Linked DNA regions of Sus scrofa: all the other regions are linked to region 1. The links are chromatin contacts, called in public Hi-C maps. All regions are on one chromosome and are shown on one strand. The core of a region is the stretch at or near the end of the contact, and the rest is flanking DNA. Distances in the headings are between cores, read along the strand shown.

The links. Hi-C and Micro-C count contacts between places; a contact is called where the count stands out from the background.
Region 2: a contact with region 1 is called in a Hi-C map of liver, with 5 times the contacts expected there. The contact joins the promoter of GADD45A here to the promoter of MIER1 in region 1. A contact is called at or near these places in 1 of 5 promoter capture datasets (fetal liver) and 2 of 47 Hi-C or Micro-C datasets (embryonic fibroblasts and liver).
Region 3: a Hi-C map of omental adipose tissue shows a contact between it and region 1, with 1.6 times the contacts expected there. The contact joins the enhancer-like site here to the promoter of MIER1 in region 1. A contact is called at or near these places in 4 of 47 Hi-C or Micro-C datasets (epiblast stem cells, mesenteric adipose tissue, omental adipose tissue and 1 more) and 2 of 2 datasets of contacts at active chromatin or transcription factors (alveolar macrophages and skeletal muscle).
Region 4: a contact with region 1 is called in a Hi-C map of heart right ventricle, with 2.7 times the contacts expected there. The contact joins the enhancer-like site here to the promoter of MIER1 in region 1. A contact is called at or near these places in 3 of 47 Hi-C or Micro-C datasets (fibroblasts, heart right ventricle and subcutaneous adipose tissue) and 1 of 2 datasets of contacts at active chromatin or transcription factors (alveolar macrophages).

What each region holds. Positions count from the first base shown.
Region 1 is chr6:145,678,625-145,681,701 of Sscrofa11.1, forward strand. MIER1 (mesoderm induction early response protein 1) reads right to left here and starts at 1,439. Exons shown (of 14, transcript XM_021096499.1): 1 at 1,246-1,439; 2 at 100-200. The coding sequence starts at 1,312. WDR78 (WD repeat-containing protein 78) reads left to right here and starts at 1,511. Exons shown (of 19, transcript XM_021096495.1): 1 at 1,511-1,565; 2 at 1,568-1,615; 3 at 1,618-1,678. The coding sequence starts at 1,511.
Region 2 is chr6:144,942,520-144,945,596 of Sscrofa11.1, forward strand. GADD45A (growth arrest and DNA-damage-inducible, alpha) reads right to left here and starts at 1,570. Exons shown (of 4, transcript NM_001044599.1): 1 at 1,238-1,570; 2 at 611-712; 3 at 133-370. The coding sequence starts at 1,281.
Region 3 is chr6:146,292,433-146,295,509 of Sscrofa11.1, forward strand. The region is part of intron 5 of PDE4B (phosphodiesterase 4B); the gene reads right to left. All of the region lies in intron 2 of LOC102162258 (a long non-coding RNA gene), which reads left to right. Among named protein-coding and RNA genes, the nearest start is that of SGIP1, 240 kb to the left of the region's middle. Within about 2 kb of position 1,634, at least 22 of the 83 cell types and tissues checked have an H3K27ac peak or open chromatin away from gene starts, as enhancers often do. A contact at or near this core is called in alveolar macrophages, mesenteric adipose tissue, omental adipose tissue and 1 more, where this site is marked.
Region 4 is chr6:146,271,724-146,274,800 of Sscrofa11.1, forward strand. All of the region lies in intron 8 of PDE4B (phosphodiesterase 4B), which reads right to left. The region is part of intron 1 of LOC102162258 (a long non-coding RNA gene); the gene reads left to right. Among named protein-coding and RNA genes, the nearest start is that of SGIP1, 220 kb to the left of the region's middle. Within about 2 kb of position 1,593, at least 44 of the 83 cell types and tissues checked have an H3K27ac peak or open chromatin away from gene starts, as enhancers often do. A contact at or near this core is called in alveolar macrophages and subcutaneous adipose tissue, where this site is marked.

The DNA.
Region 1 (3,077 bases), core at 189-2,688:
TCAGTCGTTCTCATACACTAGAAGAGTAATATAACATTTATATTACTTGAGGGAGTTTGGACTTTCCCTCCCTTAATCTCCAAGCGTGCCCCTGCCTACCAGCATCACATCCGTCTTGTCTGCATTGAACCTCAACCAGTTGGTTCTTAACCACGTCCGAAACTCAGCCAGGCACTGGGAGAATCGAGCCACCACACCATCTGGATCAAAGGAAAGAGAGCCTCAGTAGTAAGGAGACCAAAGACGATGATACCACAAGCTCCCCATTCACCCTGTCTCTAATTTTTTAAAACACGGTCAAGAATTGGGACAGGAATCCCACGACAATTTTAGAAAAACATTAATGAGCCTTGGGTCATGCAGTCTGTAACTGATGGTAATGAAATAAAAGCGACCCCAAAAATAGGTCGCCTTATTCCACCCATGACTGAAGAAAGGTTCACTCAACTCCGGGTGGTCTCAGCTAAGCGGCCTCAGTGGAGGGGCCAGTCTTGTAATTGCATAAGCTTTTCTGCAAAATTAAGAGTTTTAGCGTTGGAGGAAGCTTTGGGGATAAATGGGGCCCAGAGGTGGATAATGACTCGCCCAAGGTCACATAGCGAAGACTAGCGATGGGCTCCAGGCCAGAGATCTTTCCACCAAAAGCTGAAAGAACAAGGCCATTCAAAGGCGGGGGAGGCATCTGTCTCCAGGGTGGGGCTGCGAGGACCTCACTCCCTTACAATAACGCCTTCTTCGAGCCTCTCTTCCCTCCCTCACTCCCTCTGAAAAGGGCCGGTTCGCCCAAGGGCTGCAGTGGGATCGAATCCGTGATACAGAGGCAAAGAGGCGGAGCCACGGGCACCATCAGCTTGGCCCCACCCCGACCAGGTTCGGGATCAGACTGAAGAAAGGGGCGGAAGCCGACAGGGCGAGGCGAACTCACTCCGCAGCGGATTCCCAGCGCGCCGCGGATGCTGGGGAAGACCGGCGCTGCAGCCACCACCGCCAAAGCAAAAGACCCGGCTGGGAAGGGGTGGGCGGCGGAGAGGCGCTGCGCATGCGCCCTGGGTGGCCGGCGCCACTTCGGGAGGGGGAGCAAGAAGGGCTTGATCTCTCAGCCCCTCCCCGGAAGTTAAGGATCTTCCGGGCGATACAGTGCGGTGGGGGAGGGGAAGGAGAAAAAGGGTACCGGGGACACTTGGAGAGCCCTTCATCCCAAATAGGACTAGGAGAGGATAGATGGTTTATGGAGGCTGCACTTACAGCCGCTGCCGCTGCTGCCACCGCCACCTTCGCTGCTGCCGCCACCGCCTGAAGAAGCCCCATCCATCCGCCTGCAGCCGGGGAGACTCAGAGCCTGGGAGGGGCCTGGGGCCCGGGCCGCCCGCCTCCTTCTTCTAGTCGTCGGCCGGAGCTTCCTCTTGCTCCGCCAACCCTCTGCCCTCCCCTTCGCCTCCGCCCTCCTCCTGGGCCTCTAGCCGCCAGCCAACCGCGCGGCCGCTTGTTGAGCCAGGGCTCCACTGTCTCCATGACGCCCGGCAAACATTCCCGTGCCTCAGCTGGAGCCGCTAACGCCGAGGGTTGGGATACTGGGTCTCCAGAAGCAGCCAAGGAAGGGGGTGGTCGACCACTCCCATCCGGTCGCCGCCATGCCCATCTCTCCGGTAAACAGCCGCAAGCAGCAGAATCTCGGGGTGTAAGTTCCGGCGCTGAAACTTTAGTCCATCCCGCCTGATCCCGGAGAGAGCCCTTTCAGAGCCTTTTACTGCATCTGTGTTCAATCAGCAGTCTTGGAAGCTCCTAGGCGGCAGTGTTTCCTTCCTTGACCTAATACATCCTTTTCTAAACCTCTACTGCTGTGCTTGCTCTCTTAGAAAAGAACCTAGTTTGTTTAGAACTACCTTTCGTCCTAGTACTCCTGTTTTTTTGTTTTGTTTTCGGTCTGCAGTCTCAAGCCTTTTGCCTTCAAATTGTGCCGAGATGTTCAATCCTCTCAACTTCTATGACTCATCAGACTGTACATTGCTATGCGCTGTAGTCGAGGTTTTTTCCTGCCTCCTCCTCATACCATCCTCCCTTAAAACTCATTCCAGCTCACAACGTTCTGTTGTTCTGCAGCAGTGGATGAGAGGCTGGAGAAAAGCAGACAGCTCTGGCGATTTGTCTCACATTTAAACTTATATGGTCCCTTAGTCTAGCAGCCCCACTAAAGTTTCCTAATTCCTCGGCCCTTCCATGCTTCCAGACCACTTTTGTTCTCTCTTTTCAAGCCTTCTGTGACTCTGCTCTCCAGTCTCTTCCAGCTGTCTTTCTTTAGCAGAACTTGTTGAATGAACTTGGAAGAGAACCTTGCGTTCTCTCTTGAATATGGTACTCAGGTCTTTGTCCATCCTACCACTTCTCTCTCTCACACACACACAAATAGCTTTTGTGAAGGTAAGCAATAGCTCTCCAGCTATCCAACTGGACATTTCTCAGTTTCTTTTCTAACACATTCATTAGCAGTTTTCATCTAGTTTATCACTTCTTGAGTTTCGAATCACATAATTGGGTTTCTGGAACACCACCCCTCCTTAATTGTCCCCTTGGTTTATGTCTACCTCTTTTCAAAATACTCTGCTGGTACCTCATCTCGTCCATACCTAAATGTGGGAGTGTTGCTGGGATCAGTGTTTAAACCTCTTTTCCGCACTATTGTTTTTTGCCTTTCAGAATTACCTGTATACTGATGCTTTACAAGTTTATCTGTAGGCTTTTCCACGAAAACAGACAAACATCTGCACTTAGGAGTTAATAGGCATCTCAAAATTCGTATCTAAACCTGAACTTATTCCCCCTCTAACAGTCACCCTCAACATGTAAATCACTGTGGCTTTTCTGGAAAGCATCCAGTTTTTCCCATTTCATTCAGAGTGAAAGCCCACATCCTTGCAGGGCCCTACAGGACCTCACCTTGGACTCTTCACCTTGGCTGACTAAATACACTCAGATGGTTCCACAATGGTACAGGCACATTTCCCTACCTCAAGATGTGCATTTGCTGTTCTTTAGAATATTATACCCCCTTGTAATCTCATGACTCATTTCCTTCAGGT
Region 2 (3,077 bases), core at 320-2,819, 740 kb before region 1:
CTATAACAGGGCAAAGGCGCCTCGTTCTTGACCGCCACCCATTCCAGATCTGCAATCAGGCGACTCTTAGCCCATCTGGACTTCCTGCCAGGACTCTAACCCCGACCTGGCTGCAGTCCCCTTCTCCCTTACCGTCACCAGCACGCAGTGCAGGTCCGGGGGCTGCTCTGCGCCCTCGCTCGCGGTGGGGCCCGCGTCCGTCTCCAGGAGCAGGAGCTCGGCCAGCCGGCCGGGGTTGCTGACTCGTAGGATGTCGATGTCGTTCTCACAGCAAAACGCTTGGATCAGGGTGAAGTGGATCTGCAGAGCCACGTCCCTGTCGTCGTCCTCGTCCGCCGCCAGCAGGCACAGCACCACGTTATCCGGGTCGCTGCGAGCAGGGACCCGGCCGGTGAGCCCAAAGGCACGACCCGCTGCGTGGGAGCCCGCACCCCCCGCCCGGGTCGAGGGGGATCGCGCCCTGGCCCGCTCGCTGCCCCTCGGACAGACACGGGGCAGGTGGAAAGTGGCAGGAAGGAGCGCTGCAGGGTGAGGGGCGCCCCGCGAAGGCGACCTCCCGGGGCTGAGGCGGGAAGGAGTACCACGAGAGACACCCCAGGGCCACACTTACACGTTAAGCAGCTTGGCCGCCTCGTACACCCCGACGGTGATTGTGCGCTGACTCAGGGCTTTGCTGAGCACTTCTTCGAGGGCATCCCCCACCTTATCCATCCTACGAGCAGGCAGAGCGAAGAGGGTCCTGTCAGCCCGGGGCCACGCCTGGCCGTTACCGCCCCCTCGCCCTGCACCCTCCCTCCCGAGTGCAAGGGCCATCGCGCACTCGGCCTTGTGCAAAACCCGGCGCTCTCCCGGCTGTCATCCTCCCATGACCCCTCCTACGTCCAGAGTCCTGTGAGAAACCCCGTGAGTGGCACCCGCCACCCTCTCCTGAGGGCAGTGCCAGTCGTTGGCGCTGGGCTCAGCCACAGGCTGCCGGCCTCAGGAGCCACAAGGGCAGGGATGGTCACTTCTGCCCTTTGCAAAAGCTTAAAGGGGTTCGACCGGCGTGGAAGGGGGGGCACGCTCTTTACGTCCACGCGCGCCTCTGGAGTGTTCCCAGGGAAGAAAGGCGGGAGAGAAGGTGCCCTCGGCAAACTTTTAACCTCTGGCCCCCCGAAAACCGTGCACAGCCCAGCAGCGCTAAGGTGCATGCAGTGGACGACGAGCAGAGCTCAGGCAGAGGCGCCGGCCCACTTACCTTTCAGTCTTCTGCTCTCCAGCCGAGAATTCCTCCAAAGTCATATTGCAACTGCAAGTCCCCTACTGAGAGAGAGCGGCGTGCGGGTTGCTCCTGCCACCGCGAGCGCGCGGGCGCCTGTTCTCTGCGCTCCCTCGTAGGCTACTCCAGCGCCCGCTGCCGCCGCGCCGTCCGCCCCTCCCGCCCCACTCGATCGCTCGCTGGCCTCCTTAGGGCTCGCGGGCCCCCGCCTCGCCTCGGGCCACGACACCGACACGGCAGCTGCCTCACAGCCACTGAAGGACAAAGGCCCCGCTCGCCAGAGTTATCCTGCCAACTCCCAGCCAACCAGCACCCGCTTTATTTGCATACGCGCAGCTATTGGGCTATGCAAATCAGCCTGTTCCAACAATTTGACCCCAGCTGCTGAAACAAGGCTGTGAGGAGCGGAAGGGGGAGGAGCCACGTGAAAGGCGAGCCTAAGGGGCGGGGCTGGGCCGGGGCAGGGAAGGGGGGGCGGGGTCCCGAGCGGACTGTCTTAGCCTGAAGGCGGGGCGGATGGGAGAGGCGGTGTTTGCGGTGGTTGCGGGGGTGGGGGGGGTGTCTTCAGCTTGGGCTGGAGTAAGCTGCCAAATGTTTTTCTAGTTGGTGCACATTTTTTTTCTTTATTGTCGTTTCATGTCTTTTGTGTTTGGGGGCTGCTATTAAGATCTATTTTCAGGGTTAATGCGTCCAGGTCTAGTAATTCTTAATAAGCAGGTTACATAAAAAGTGTCCAGACCTCTGGGGCAAAGTTTACCTCAGAAGTGTTGTTTATTTAAGTTTCGGCAAAGCTGCTTATTAGTAGTAGTATTATTTCGGTGCCCTGATGGCTGGTTTGATTTATTTTTGGAAGGTTGCAAGGGTTGGAAGCTCAAAAAAGAAAAATCAACACATTTGTGTCTGGTGGTGGCAGGGAACCAAGCTGGAATCCTTTCCACACAAAGCGGAACGGCGTCCCACCTGCCCGGGGTAACTCTGGAAAACCATGTTGAGGAGGAGCTGGTTACCACATGTGTGTATCCTAGCCTTACAGCCCCAGTTCACCTTTCTCAGACAGCCTTTCCCAAAGGAGGATCCTTCTGCAGGACACCAGTTAAGACACAAATGTCTGACACCCACACAAGCAGTGTGTCTAAATTCAAGATGCTTTCAATATGCCCTCAGCTTCCTTGCATAAAGCAAGTATGTCACTACCTTCCACAGGGAGCCTATGATCTCACTGTGAATTGTTGATGTTAGAGACTGAATCATGAAGCTGCAGTTATAGGACTTTTCAGTCATATGCTAAAATTTCACCTTTGAGGTAATGGCAACTTGTGGGTGGAAAGAAAGCAGTAGTTATACATTTTTTAAAAGCCAGCTCGAATGTATAGATTTTCACTGAATAGGTTGAAAGTTCTGTCCTTTGTTTTACGAGTTTATGCAATAAATTCAAAAATAAGTGTTAAACCTACTGAAGTCACCAAAAGTGGTAAAAATGCTCACTTGCATTCAAAACGATGCTTGCATCCGACAAAGATCACAGAAGTAATTTTTTGCTAAGCTACATGAGTTTTTGCACCCGTATGTTTGCATCATTCTAGACAAAATATTCTCCAGCTCTCTTGATCTTAATTTAGTGGAAAAGAAAAGTGATCGGTCAGTTTTCTGGCTCATTTATTTGAGCTGCCATTTTGCACTTAATCCCTAACTGCGTTGTCAGCAAGGGACAATGTTTGAGTAAAGGAATGGTGCCGGCCAATGCATAATTTACCCAGGAGTGTAAGGTATGTTTCATATCTATATCTTAGATTCTAATATACAGTATCTTTGTTAAAGA
Region 3 (3,077 bases), core at 384-2,883, 610 kb after region 1:
GGAATCCCATTACTTTTTGTGCTTCATACAACTTTTTTCTTAAAGTACCCAAGGAAAAGCTTTTAAGAGAGTGTAGGGGGGCAACCTACTATTACCACATCATTGTCTCTCACTTTGCCACAAAGCGCTGATTAAGCTGAACCTAAGGTTACGGAAATCTGTACTCAGGAATAGCCACAACCGTGTTTTCAGAAATACACGCTCTCTCTGGCACACGTTTGGATAAATTTTCTTAAGCCCACACTCAGCAAGCTCGCCATTAAATTCATTAGAAGACACGCTGGCCTGAGTTGCAGACACAATTAGGCCGGTTTGCCATCATTGTGGGAATCACAATAGCCACATAGAAGGTGGTTGGTAATGAGTTTCCTTTACGGGTCATCTTCTCTGTCCCCAGGATCGCCCTACAAATATGGCACCTTATTCATTAACTATGTGGGAGCAACTGGTGATGATTAAGCACCTGCCTAGTACCGCGCATGACCTGAGACTTAGGAATCCAGGGCTAGATAACACCTGCATCCTGTGTGCCCCTTCTCTAGGGTTGGCTTTTACTTTGGGGTCTTTGGGGTCTTATTTAGCACATTATTTTCCTTTCTACCTTGGTCTTTAGCTAGAAGCCCCCCTTTAATTTCATCTAGTAAACTTCCGGTTTGTACAAGGACTAAGTGACTATAAAAAGAACACGGACAAGAGAGAAAGCATCCTTTGAGTGATGACCATCTGTCAGGCTCTGCGTGACATCTCATTTAATTCTTGTAACAAGACTTGAGGCAAATACTCTTATTCCCATTTTATGGATGACATCAAGGCTCAGAGCAGGTAAGCAACTGCATAACGAGCACATCGCTAATACATACGTGGAAGAACTAAAACCATCTGATTCCAAAAAATATGTGCTTTTAACTATTGTCTCCTATTTTATGAGGACCCCGTGTTGTGGATTGAATAATAAGAATTCATGATCCTCTCAAATTTAAACATCATAGGGAAGACAGAAAAATATTTAAACACTGTAGTAGATATCAGAAATATAGAATGAGAAATATCAGCAGTTGATACTTAATGGGATGCAAACGAGAAGTGACAATTACAGAGGAGACAAAGAAAAGGCGTGATGGAATGGGTGGTGTTGGAGAGGAACTAGGAAGGGCAGCCTTTAAAAGGTGTGCGTGGTCTACAGCATAAATGGACAGAACATTGTAAATCTATAACTGTAATAAAAAATATAAAAAAAATCACAAATTAAAAAAATAAAATAGTGGAAAGAAAAAAATAAAAGGCGCACATGGTCAAGGCAACTACTGAGAGCAATGCAAAAACAAATGCACAGGAAGTATGGAACACTGAGATGCCCTGTGGCTGTTTGGGTAGAGCTGAGCGCACAACAGATGCCTGTAGAAGGTAAGACTTGAAGGCACTATCTTAGCCATCATAGCCATAGTACGGACATCGTGGACAACAGCTGTGGAGTCAATGCTTAACTGAGAAAATGAGCCAGTGAAGGGAAAATGAGCCAGTGAAGGTTTTTAGTCAGATGTGAGAATAGAAAAGTGCTTTAGAACGTGAAGCACTATGGACACCAGGAGATGGATGGGAGAGAGGACAGAGCCAGGAAGAGCAGCTGGGGGACATCGCAGTCATTCAGATGAGAAGAAATTGGCAAGGCCGAGGGAGAAACAGGAAAAGACCATTGGAGGAGACCCTGAACGTCTTGCCAAGGACTTGACACTTAATTGGATAAGGGGCCATAAAGAAACAGTACTTTCAGTTTTAAAAAGGGGTATCTGGGAAAATAGTGAAGTTGTGAGTCGAAATTAACAAGTGAGGAGGTGGAGAAGACACGTCACTTTCCCACATGTTGAGTTCTAAGATCCTCCTTGATATCCTGGGGGAAAGAGCAAGTGGGGAGCCTAAAACATGTGGCTTAGAGCTGGAGATTTAGGATTTACCTACACTGATGGGGGCTGTTAAAGCAATGGCAGGGCGTGGCTTCCTGAGGTGGGGGCATAAAGAGGAAGAACCTCAGGGTTCTTGCAGGCGAGCCAAAATGAGAGAGGGAGTAGAGTTAAGAGAGGAGCATCTGTGATAAGTGTAGGGAGGTAAACTCTTACAAGAACGACCCCTTCCCAAGCTATTTTTTGGAGACGAACTTTGAACGGGTGAAATACAGGGCTATTTGTTTAGATGTCTGCTGTGGAGTTCATGCTCTTCAGAAGACATCGGGGCGAGCTGGGGATAAGAGAACAGAGTTAGAGTTAAGAAGATCTTCTACGGCTGCTGGATTTTTGGAGTCTAAATGCCCAACAAAAGGTATATAATAGAAGCAAGGTCATACGTATGTAGTACCTAAAGCTCACATATTGTTGAGTAAATTGGGAGTTACTAAAACTATACAAACTAATGACTAGAGGGTTTTATAAAAAATAAAAAACAAACAACAACAACAACCAAAAGCATTAAGAGAAGCACCATGTCAAAATGACTTTACCATTATGCAACTCTGGAAGTCTAGGAGAGCAGGACATTCAGAGGCAAGAGATGAACATGCCAATCCCCAGCCCTGGGTCCCTTAAAGAACTTGAGCTGTAAAAGCTAATGACCACGTCAGACAGTAGCTGCTAGAAAAATGATCAGATAATTTATAGATAATTCATAGCAAGAAGAGGAAAGAAACAAAACAAGACGAAACTCCTATTTGAGTATAGCCAGATTATTTACAAAACTATTCTAAATTTTAAAAACCTTAATTTGATTTTTATTAATAATAAAACGGCATGAATGAACCACTTGGTTGGTTATGAAAACTGTGTTTTCCAAACCAGCAGAGAGGGCAGTGCCTCTGAGGAACAAGGCCAGATATTCAGAACCATAGCAAGAGCACCATCTAGTGGCAAAACTAGCACATTACAGCACATTACAATTTTGTAGGAAAATTGGAAGATGAGAAGCCTGTGAATTGAGTGTAGGTCTGCTCTCAACAATAAATGCTTTTCTTGAAAGCAAACATGCCACTTCCTACTGTTATACTCTGTACTTTATCAATTTGACCTTTCTCTGTTTCATACCTACACATA
Region 4 (3,077 bases), core at 343-2,842, 590 kb after region 1:
TATGGGCTTCAGCTCCCTTCCAGTGCTTTCTGATTCTGCAATGAGCATTCCCTCATTTGTCTTTGTTCATTTCATAAACCTTTATTGAGCACATGCTCTAGATCTTCTGCTATAAATTAGGGATACAAAAAAAAAAAAAAAAGAGGATTCGTACTTGACTCGGGACACTAAGATGAGAAGAGGATAAAATTAAAATGAAAAATACATTATGACTGGGTGGCTGTACTGCACAGCAGAAATTGACATAACAGTGTAAATAAATGACACTCTAATAAAAATAAAATTAAAATTAAATAAAATGAAAAATACAGCACATTATGAAAAAGCGCAAAAATTGAGATTTTGAGATAATAATTAAGATAATTGTTGAGAGTGGTTTGGGATGAGTTGAGGGGAGCACATCCAGAAGATGGCATCTATGCTGAGCTCTGAAAGATAAGAAACGTACTTTCCAGACAGGAATGGGGAAAGGAACTAGTACCTGCTAACCATATACTCTATATTAGGGTTTGAACTGAGACATATATTTAGTTCAATCCTGAATCCAGAATCCAAAAATCAGAGCGATTATAAAGAACTCCTTCACTGCGACAATGTAAGCAAATCCCTGTGCTGAATATGTGAATGACATTTTTAGGAAAGGGCAGCCTGGGCGAGGGAACAGAATGTACAAAGGCAGGGAGGCAAGAAGAGCCTGGTGTATTTGAGCGACCGTCTGTTAGGTGCAACTCAGCGATCTACTGTGCTTGGGGGTAGGGGTTAAAGGGAGAGATGAGGACAAAGAAGGATTTAGAAGCAAAATTCTGAGAGACTTTGCAAACCTGGTAAGAAGTAAGGATCTTATCTGGACGGTTAAAGATCACTCGCTCAGCAAACAATATAACCATAACTGGATTTTAGAAGAATAATTCCAGTCACAGAATGGAAGGTGGATTGAAGTGTGTGGGGGGAATGAGTACAATAACTAAGCTGAAGGACCCCCCACCAGGGTTAACGTAGAGAAGGATGGAGCACGACACTAAGGGAGGGAGGATGGGAAGAAAACCAGGGGGTAAGATTGGAGCAAAGACCCCAAGAGCCAGCTGTGGGAGGTGGAGCGATAAAAGATGGTGGAGAGATACACAGAGCCAGGAATGTGGGGAAAGGCGCAGTGGTGGAGTTGGGGGTGGATCTGGGCCTCCGGATGAACCCAAAGGGGTTACTAAAGGTGGCTGGATGTCTGGCATTTCTGTGCCTACTTACTGATAAGCGTGTATACACACTTACTGATAAGGAGCGCAGGGAGTGAAGGGACAGGGTTAGGAAAGGCGATGAGCGCTAAGACCAGCACGGTGGATTCTGATAACCGGATTCGGAGAGAGCGCTCTGCTCAAGATGGCTCCCCGACTTCGTGCCTGGGGGCAAAGTCAGAAGAGTCCAGGTGTGAGGGCAAGATTTGGCTCTGACTCCTGGGCCTGTCCAGGTAAATAGAGTTGTCAGGAATACCCAGGAAGAGACAGATGTTTCCTGAAGAGCCCTCTCTGACATGCCGGCGAGCTGCATGACCAGGCTTGAGGCTGGCAGCAGCTGGGCTTTGGGAGGACACAGGCACGTGGGCAGCCTCCTGCCTCCTGCGGGACTCTGCAGATGAGCCAACTGAGAGAAGTGAAGCTTTCTTCTCTGTCGCCTCCTCCACCCTTTGCTTTAGAGCCTGAGTGCCGAAGCACAGGGCAGGCTGCACAAAGGTTGATTCATAGATGAGGGGCTGCAGCTAGAAGTCACCTAGAAGCAGCAGAAAGGACAAATGTGCGTGTGCGTGTGTGTGTGTGTGTGCAGGACACTGTTTATTCAGGCCACGAGGAGACAATAGCTCATATGGGCAGACAATAGCGATTTGCCTAGATAATTTATGCCACCAAATAAACATCAGGATAGGCTGTGTAGAGCTAAAGATGAGACACATTTTTTAAGAGTGGGGTGTCTCCCTTCAGAGTCTCAATGACAGGAGATGCTTTTGCACACAAAACATTCAGGCAACAATATCTAGGCATCTGCTCCAGCCTACTGTAACCAAAGAGAAAGAAAGGCCGGAACTAAAATGCAAAAGAAAGAAAGAAACTGTGTTTGGAGATAGGTCTGCTACAGTATAAACTTTTGCCTTTCCCTGGCTCACTGCTATAGCAAAACCTGATGGTTGTCTTTGTAAAAAACGTGTCTGTATCTAGGTCCCTGGCAGTGATTTGCCTCTGGGAGGGCCAGCAATCTATTTAATGACTCCATTGACGTCAATAGCATAACTGAAATACTTACTAACATGCATGATTCCAACTTTCAGGGGGGGTGGGTGGATGGTGTTTCTCAGCAGTGCAAAAACACGAAGTGGAACCAAGGCGGAACGAACTCCAGTCTTTAGGCAGCAAGTGAGAGATGAGAGGCTGTGGGTCTCCTCAGTTCCATTTAATACAAAGAAACATTCACACTAAATTTAGAAATTAATTTGGAAGTAGTGAAGTAGCCATTAATGAGCAGAGTATTATTTTTGGTAACCTTTGCTCAAGGGTAACATTTTAACTCTTCACACTTCAGTTGACTTGCTCATGTTTTTTTTTTGCAACTTACCCTTATCTCATTTTAGGACACATGGAATACTTGCAAATCAATATAAACAGCTCGATGCTGGGGCTCTGAGGTAAGCTTATTCAGGAGGGCTAATTTGAACGAAAGTAATCCCTACAAAACAACCATTTGGGGAAATACTCTCAGAACTACTACAGCTTTTCCAGTGCATCTGCCCTGTTATTTTGTATGCAGACTGTCTAAACATTCGAGGTGAATAATTAAGGAAATTACCCCAATAATTCAGGCCACACAACATTCAGGAAAAGAAGAAAAAAACAATCTGATGTTTTTAGGCTTTTTTTTCTTTCCTTTCCGCTCTCTCTCTGTAATTCCCTCCAATTTCTCCTTTTGTGCGAGTGGCCGCAGCCTTTGGTAACAAGATTGACTTTATTAGTATTTGTTCATAAGTGTTGTAACCCTGCTTGACAGTTCTTGCTTAATGTAGAAACGGAGCAAATGTGCTGCTTGTGCTGGGCTTC